2 separate regions of the Anser cygnoides genome follow, and region 2 is linked to region 1. The links are chromatin contacts, called in public Hi-C maps. All regions are on one chromosome and are shown on one strand. Each heading gives the region's core, a stretch centred on a gene start, on an enhancer-like site or on the middle of the called end of the contact. The rest is flanking DNA. Distances are from core to core; before and after follow the strand shown.

What was found. Hi-C and Micro-C count contacts between places; a contact is called where the count stands out from the background.
Region 2: a Hi-C map of liver shows a contact between it and region 1, with 1.6 times the contacts expected there. The contact joins the promoter of LOC106033005 here to the promoter of NRDC in region 1. A contact is called at or near these places in 2 of 7 Hi-C or Micro-C datasets (granulosa cells and liver).

The regions. Positions count from the first base shown.
Region 1 is chr8:27,198,187-27,202,784 of Taihu_goose_T2T_genome, forward strand. NRDC (nardilysin convertase) reads right to left here and starts at 3,312. Exons shown (of 32, transcript XM_048062051.2): 1 at 3,081-3,312; 2 at 2,940-3,078. The coding sequence starts at 3,273.
Region 2 is chr8:27,547,240-27,551,481 of Taihu_goose_T2T_genome, forward strand. LOC106033005 (protein zyg-11 homolog B) reads left to right here and starts at 1,359. Exons shown (of 14, transcript XM_048061927.2): 1 at 1,359-1,380. The coding sequence starts at 1,378. SHISAL2A (shisa like 2A) reads left to right here. Exons shown (of 16, transcript XM_067001583.1): 16 at 308-866.

The DNA.
Region 1 (4,598 bases), core at 2,062-4,561:
ATGTGATTTCAAAGTTTGTACCAGTAAGAGCATGTGCTATTATCAATATTTCAATTCAAAATCTGAGGTCAGTGAAAGTTTCATTCTTTATAAGAGCTGCAAGACACTTGCTACAGCTCTGCAACCCACAGACCTGCTTGAAAACACGTTGCACAGGGCACTTCTCCTCCAGCTGAATTTAACAAGGAAGTATATGGATGAAAGCTGTAAAGAGGGCATCGTGATTACACATCACACTTCTTAGACTATCAAGTCTATGAAAAAAGCTGAAGACTAAACATTTAATAGTTGGGTTAAGTTCAGAAATTATGACTGCTCCTCAGCTGTGGAAGTGACAACACCTGCTCTGGCCCAGGGTTTCAAAATCATTAACATGCCTGTCCTGCATAGTGCAGTACCCTGAACAGGATGAATTTGATCCAAACAGGTGAAAGCGCAGTTGCATTCTTGTTGCTTTAACCCACTGCGGTGTTAACGTGCAGAGATGCTGTGACTAACTTCAGGAGGCAAAGACAGCACGAGATCCCTGCTAAAATGTCTGGGTACAAAGTCAATCATCCACACATTTGGAACGTCTGAATAGCAACGTGTTTGTACCCCATGTCACATTATGCAGCTGCAGCGCTCCTGAGCACGCGGCAGGGGTCCTACAAACCAGATGCACTGCGTCCTCGGGTGCTTCAGGCTCCGGAGAACTCCCAGCAAGAGCCCCAGACGGTGCAAGTCAGCACTGCTACAGCACGTCCTCCAGCAGGCCCAGCACCTTCCGCACCTCCACGCGCAGCTGTCTTCAGCTTCCACATCCCACAAAGCGCACTCACTTCCCTGGGGTCGGTACAGTCACTGAAGGCAGAGAACAAGCAGTACGGCGCTATTCCTCCAGAAGAGTTGCCATAAAGCTGCGCAGCCAGGTGTACCAGTAGCTCTCATTTCTCCTTTCCCCATGCAGCCATTAAACTAAGGCAGCAGGCGATACTAATTTGACATTACTCATCTCCAGGCTTGTCAGTGTTACATGCTAGCACCGAAAGCACAATAACACTTTAACCACGCTGCTGTCAAAGGCTCTCTGATTTCACTTAAGGAGCACCTGGAACAGCTGAGGTTGTTCTGAGCAGAGACACCAACTGACATCGGTGTTCTTTTCTTTTTCCGTGTTTCAGTCCAATGGAAAAGAACAAGTGTAATCAATACAGAAGTATCAATTAGTATGCAAAATACAGTAAGAAAAATGCAATCATGTAGCAAGAGAAGCAAGCGTAGTCCCATTGCTTTTTAGAAGAGCTGTACAGACACTGATACAAATAATCCATGAAACATAAAAGTCAAATTCTTAAAGATACATCCTGGGTAAGCTCCAACAGCTTGGTGTTCTCACACTAAGGTATTTTCTTACATCAGTGGCAATTGTTCAGCAGTTACGCAAATATTGAAATATGTAATAATGCATAGTAAACACTTAGAGAAATGTCTTAATTCTTCAAATTACAGAAAACAAGTAATACAAACTCATGAAATCCCATATAAGGATGAACTTAAATACAACAAATTTGGGGAAAAAAATCCAGTTAAGATAACTACCCACTCTTAGCTCTGAGAGACTATGTTCCATGAACAGATGCAACTTCGGTTATGATCATTTTGGTCCCAGCAAACTCACTTTTGAGAATACATTTTGCAGGCTGTCAGAACTCCTCTGCTTTTATGAATGGTGTGTTTGAGATGATAACTCGGTGAGAAGTGGTTTTAAGATCCATGAGAAAGAAATTAAATCAACTGTGAACAGCCTGCATTATACGTCAACACCAATGCAAGAACAGAGGAGAAAAACTGTATATGCATCACTAAATCTCATCTTTAAATTTGCTTAGAGGGTTTGGAACATAGCTAACAAAGGCATACTTAACTTTTAGCAACGCTGTCTTCCTAAGGGATACATTTGTGTCTGTTCTGTGCAAGGCTCACTCCCCATACACAGAAATCAATCTGAAAAGACGTGACTCCTGGCTTCCAGCTGGAAAAACGTCTGTTAAGTACAGAGAGCAGGATTTCTGAGAGACGTCGGCATTTGTCTACTCTATGCTGCATGCAAATGCGCTCTGCAATTCCCTGCGTGTGGAGGAGGTTCCTGAGCCTCAGAGCAGATTGCCAGTTTCCAGTGGACTTCCCAAGCTTCATCACACTGTCATTCCAGGTAGCAAAGGCACAAGTTTCCTAAGCTGATGGTCCCTGTAGCTACAAAGTGCAGGAAGCCACCTCCTGCAAAGCAGCGTGAGCGAGAACGCCAGCAGGGGAGGCAGACAGAAATGGGGAGGAAGAAGCAGGGAAGTAGGATAAGAAGGGAAGGAGGAAGTTTGTTCCTCGAGCCAATGGGCACAGCCCCCATGCAGCCAGCAGGGAACTTCAGCCCGTGTCACTGCGAGTCCACAATTCAGCTCCAGGCTGGGGTTTAGGCAGAGTCTGATCTGTGCAGCCAGCAGAGGCGTTATGAAGGGTAGAGCTAAAAGAGCACATCTCGCAGGGGCTGGGTAACCCGCCTACAGCATCCCTCGGAGAAGGGCTGCCTTACCCCACCCGCAGCGCTCAGCAGCCTCTCGCCCAGGCCCAGCTGCAGGGGGACAGGACATTCCTCCGTGCTCCTGGGGGGTTTGTTGGGAGCACCAAGCGAAAACACCACCAAAATGGCAGCGTAAGGTCTCTGCTCACAGCCGTATTTAAGCCTTGGAACCCCTCTATATGGGAAGAGTTTTGCTGCTGCCGGTTTTAGCCTGGTTTCAGCTCGGCGCTGCCTCGGGACACCCCCGACAACCGCCTCCCGCTGGGGATCGGCGCTCCCGGGGCCGAGCAGCCCGGAAGGGGGGGGGTACGGGAACCGCACCGGGCCCCCACCCGCGGCAGGGCCGGCCTCCAGCCCCCCCCAGCCCCGTCCCGGCGCTCACCGGTACTGCTTGGGGTCGCTGGGCGACTTGACGATGTCGGGGTCGCCGAGGTTGGCGCCCCGCTCCTCCTCCTCGTCCCCGTGAGGCGAGCGGCCTACGGCGTCGCGGCCCGCCTCGGCGGCCTGCTGCCCCCCGGCACCTCGGGGCAGCCGCCGCCGCCCGCCGCCTTGTTCCTCCCGGGCATGGCCGCCCACAGCGGCCGGGCCCTGACGAGAACCGGCGGCAGCCGCCCCCGCTCCGCCCCCGGCCCGGCCCCGGTCGCAGTCGCGGTCCCGCTCCCGGCCGCCGCTGCCGCCCGGCCCCTCCTCACGAAGGCTGCCGCGAATCTGCGCATGCGCGGCCGGCCGCCGGGCCCCGCTGCCAGCCGGGCGGCTCCCGCCCCGCCGGGAAGTGGCGGTGGTGGCTGGGCGGGGGCCGGGCCCCGCGCCCTGTCAGCGCCCGCTGTGGTGTCACGTGGGGGAAACGGGGAGGCCCCCGTGGGCTGCGCGTGGCCGGAGCGGGCGGTGATTGGTGAGGGTGGGGGGAACCATCGGGGGGGGGGAGGAGGGGGAGAGGCGACTTTCGGAGATTAGGCGGAGGGAGGAGAGCAGCGGGGTGAAGGGAGGGAGGGAGGCAGAAGCGGACCCAGAGCCCCGCCCTCCGGCATCGCGGTCCGGCATCGTGGCCGCCTTCCCTGTCCGCTGCTCCTCCCCCCCCCCCCGCTCGGCTGTTGGATGAGTCCAACCGCCCCTTGCGGAGGCCGGCCGCCTCGCTTCCTCCACCCCTTGGCCCAAGCAGATGTCGCTCCCTCCCGACACGACCAGCCAGCCGTTCTCTCATTCCCTTCACCTATTGGTCCAAGCGGATGCCGCTCACCCGGCAGAACCAATCAGCTCGCGCGAGCCGCCCCAAGGGCCGTGAGGTGCGAGGCCCCCTCAGCGCAGGAGGGGCACAGCGGCTGCCTGAGGCGAGGCTCCTCCCCCTCGCCCCGCCTCCCCCGCTCCTCACAGGCGCTGCAGACCTCTCGCGGCCGGTTACTTTTCGGATCTCCGCGCCTGTTTATTTTTTATTTTTATTTTTTTTTTCCTAAATAAAACAGAACATCTAACAGAAAAGACAGAGCTGCGGCACTCAGTGCCTGTGGGCGCTGTGGCCCAGTCCCTCCAGTTCCAAGCACTTTCCCCTCGGTACACAAACTTTCCCCCCCTGCGAAGCTGCCGGCGCCTGTGTGGCGAGGCCCAGCCCCAGCAGGAACGCTTCTCCTCTGCTCCGGCATCTCCCCGAGCCACCGCCTCCAACGGCACGCATCTCCCGCAGCCTTTTCCTTGTGCTGCTGCGGGGACTCCTTCGCGCCTGCTCTTCCGTTTATGGCAGCCCCTTTGCATCATTCCGCACTTCAATCTCCTGTAACGCCAGCGCTGTTCGCTGTTTTCTGTGTCTATGTTGCCTGCAAAAGGAATGCAGACAGCGATTTCGAGGGTGGGAAGCTCGCAGAGGTGAGGGCACGCAGACCCAGGGGCTGCTCCCCCCGTGCTCAGTGCCTTGTTTCTCCACTAGGTGGAAGCCAAGACCACGTCTCACCTGCAGCCTCCTTTTCTCAGCTTTTCTGACAGAAATGCGCTCTGAGTGCTCTAGGTGATGGTATAAGCAATAGAGAAGCTTGTAGAGAGCAGTCCGTCA
Region 2 (4,242 bases), core at 109-2,608, 350 kb after region 1:
GGTTGGGGTTATTACACGTGGTCCACACGAAGCTTATATCTCGTCTCTGAAGTGCATCAAGCAAAAGCACTGACACGTCTGTGAGAATGCAAGTAAGAAAATACACGTTTTTAGTCCATGCTGACTGCTACCTGTCAGGTCCTCTTATGTTCTGGAGATGCTTTTGGAAGATGAACTGCTTTTGTACTGTTTCTCTGAAAATCAGGCTTTGAAAAAATTCAGTTCGCACAAGCTCAGTAGGAACTCTTGAGTTCAACTGGTTTAAATCTCTGAAGAGTCTGTTCTCACAGGGATTTTGTCTTTGCAGTTTATAATGCAGAGGTTGGGTCAGCTGTATGGCCTCCACAATGTAGGAGCAAAGTGGCACTGTGAGGCTGCTGCGGCTCCTCAGTACACTGGGGCAGACCAAGAAATTACACTGAGCGGGGAATCTGTTCTGTGACTTCAAAGTTTTCACTGAGCCCAGAGAGGAAAAGAAAAACAGTTCCTATCATAAAGTCAGATGGAATGACAAAAAGAAGGTAAAGACATACAGTGATACTCAGGTTGAAGTGATTGAGCAAATATGTCAAAATCCCAGACTAAAGAATTGTGCCTAAAACTGACCTTTGCTGTGTAGTCCTTTAACGGATAAAATTATTTGATGGTTGCAAAATATTTTGTCATCTTTTAATGACAAATGTAAATTATATTAGTAATTTCTCCTTAATGTTGATGTGTGTGCTGTTTTGCTTAAAAGATGTAACAGTAAACTTTTTGTAATTTCATTTTAACTGGACAGAGCAATTGTATCACTGTGTATTCTGAAACAAAAAATAACTGTGTTCTCTTCACCAAGTGTAAATACAGTAATATTTGTTGGGAAAGAGGTCTTCATCGCTGTTACTGTATCTGAAAGCCGACATTATTTTGTATAAAAGCTGATAGCAAAGCTCCTGTCCAACTTCGAAGCAGAAAGCAAGACCTATTGTATGGGAGCAGCTCGCTATTCATATTACCCAGACACAATTTGGGGCAGGAAACATTGAATTGCAAGAGGCTGATCTTTGTGCAAAAGCATGGAGGTGAGGCTGAGCTCCGGACCTGCTTTGTCCTCCCAAAACGAGCCCAGGGGAGGGTCAGGCAGGCCGGGCCAGCGCTTTTTGGCGAGTTACAGCCCCCGGCGCTGGCCCTGCCGTTCGCAGAGCAGGGCTGGCTGTCCTCTGCCCGCTGCGGCTGCTTTAAGGGAGGCGGGTCCGGCGCTGCATTCACTTCCAGGTCGGGGGGGGGAGCAAGCACCGGGAGGGGGGTGGAAAGGGAAGAAAAAAAAAAAAAGAGGCAGCCGCAAGCTGCGGTACCCGGCTGGCTGGGCGCTCGCCTCCGGCACCCAGCGCCGCGATGGTGAGTGAGGGGCGCTGAGGGGAGGGGAAGGGGGCCGCCGTCCCTCGGCGGGGCAGGTGGGTTGCCCCGGGGTGCTGGCTGCCGGCGGCGGGGTGCTGAGGTGCTGGGGCAGCGGGCGAGGGGCCGGTATGGCCGCCCGGCTCCCTCAGGCGGCCGCGGCCGTTGGCCGGAGCGGGCGCGAGACCCTGAGCGCGAGCGCCTGCAGCCCCCGTCCCGCCCCGCCGCTGAGGGGCGCCGCCGGCAGCGGCCGTGACAGGGGCACCCGCGGCCGGCCCCAGAGCTCGGGCCCGGCCCGGCCCGGCCCGGCCCGGCTCGGCCCGGTACGGCTCTGCTGCAGCTGGCGGAGGGAGAAGGCAGCCCCTCTGTTACAGGCAGGCCGTGCGTGGTGCTGCTCCCTGCTCGGGAGATGAGTGTGCATATTTGCTTTTGAAACACCACCAGGAACCTCCTGGGCTGTCTAATAGACCGTAGTTAATAAAAGCATAACTTAGTCGCCTAAGTAAGCTTTTGATCTTTATTTTAAAAGTAGGTACCCCCTGTGCCTGTTGTTGTCTTCAGAGGACTGCGAGTTTGGTTCTTTGGGAGCTGGGTGCCGACATTTAAACCTGTGGCAAAACTCTGATTCATGGCGACTCTATGCACCTTTGTTGTCGTGCCGGCATTGTGCATCACCTTCATACCTTTGTTCCTTCCTATGCCACATTTCCAGGCAGCGTTCATATCTTCTCTCACCTTTTGATCTGTGAGGCTAATAAGCTGGTTTTGCCTCCTCCTCCCAACATGCTTTTTCCCCCCCAGCATATTCTGGTAGCTGTTAGGTTCAAACTGAGGTGGTGTAGATATCTCTTAACATAAATGGCCCCACGAGATCTGCTAGTGCCTTGAAAATGGCATAACAGTTCCGTATTTTTGCTTGATGCTTCTCCTGATACCTTCTTTGGCTGCCTGTGTTTCCTTGTGGTTAAGCGAACCCTTCAGGTTCTCTCCAGTCATTTCTAATTGATGAACTCGTATCGGAAGTTCTTTATATTAGTTTTCGAGTACGTGGTCTTATTATGTAGCTTTAATGTGGCACTATTTAATTTTAGATGCCTTGTGGCCTCTGCCAACTTTGTATCGCTAGCAACTTTAATCAGTATGATCCCACTTGTGCCAGAATAATTAATGAAAATAATAAATTTGAGTTTTGTGCATAATCATTCGGTGAGTCTGGTTAATAAATTGCCTAATTTTGTTTCATTCTGTTAATTTAAGTAGGATAATCCTCGAGCATTTTTCGTAGCATAAATCACTGAACCATCTGTTTATTTTTCACCGCCCTTATTAGTGCTCAGGAGAATTCTGAGGAATGTTATTGAGCTGCTAGTATTTCTTGGTCATTTTAGGCATGTTCATTTTAAGAAAGTAAATCTTTAGGGCTAAAAACCAAGGCTCTGCTACCATTTATTGTCCTGCTAACTTCTTGAGAGAAATAATTGCCACTATTTGAAAAGTCCCTTATCCTGTACCCCCGTCTCCTTCCTTGAGCTTTCAGGGAAGAAAAGCAGATGGGCCTGGCAGAGCATACAGTGACCTCTTGCACTTGAGTCTTGTCATACTGAGTCAGTAATTGGGTGCAAAAATTGGAGACTTAGAAATAGTTCTCCTGCAGCTGAAATTGTAGTCTGTCTTCCAAGGCTTTATACGGGTTTACTGAGGGGAAACTGATCAAAAGCTACCTGGGGGGCTGGGGGGAAGATTTGATTTTTAATGACTGAGACACAAAGCTAGAAAGAACTGGATCTTTCAGGCTGGAGTTGGTAGGATCATCACAATGCCTATAGTGAAAAAGGCCCACACAGCAGTGGGATTTAGTTTTCCTGCAAAGTTAGATTGCAATTACTGATGGGAAACATCAGTTAAATCTGTCTCTTTTTTGTTACTGTTGTATAAGCAGGTGGTTGCATGATGATGCTCTTCTGAAAGAACAGGATTTTGTCTGGGTACTCCTACTCAATTAATCTAGGCATAAAGTTGGGCTTAAGATTCTCTAATTTATTCTAGGTACTTCAATATGTCCCTTTAAGCTCTTCTTTTCCTTCGTAACTGCATTTTGAAATATAGAGGTAGATATAGTCTGGCAATAGTTAATGTCAATACAAAGAGTTTTTAAAAGAAAGTATGAAGAATTGTGTTATTTGTGAGAACCTTTCCAACTGTACTAGTGACGTACACTATAAGCTGAACTAGGTAATGCCATATTAGGGGTGGGATTGCATTTCAGTCTGCTAGTGTATTGGATTACTGCTAGATGCCAATGGCCATGTGCTTTACTCTCCTTCCCCCCACCTCTTTGTTTGTTTGTTTGCCTTGGTTTTATTAAGCACTTACAAAGTTATCTTCTTTTTTTTTTTTTGGAAGATTTTAAAAGAAATTTTAAAGAAAAAAGCATTAAAAATCCCATCCCCAACTATTCCATTACCAGTACTATTCCATAAGCTAGTTGACTTTAGATGTGTCACATTAGCTAAAACATATATTAGTAAAAGGAATGAAGGCACCCAGCCTTGTGTCATATAACACATAATCCTGTCTTTTGGAGACTTTAGTCTGGTCACTCGAGTTAGTCTGATGGAATGAAAGAAACCGTTATGTATGTGGGAACATCAGATGGTTAAGATGGCCATGAAAATGTCAAATCTAGACAGTAAAAGTTCTACTGAAATGGTTCTGAATGATCCTTACGAAATACAGTAATCTTGAGCTGTAGTTGACACATATTTACAGCATTCAATTGAAGTATTTGAAATTGAAATAACCAGAAAGTGAAATGAACTGAAAAACAACTGCCAGCTTTGTTTTCAAGCTGACATTCAAAAGCAT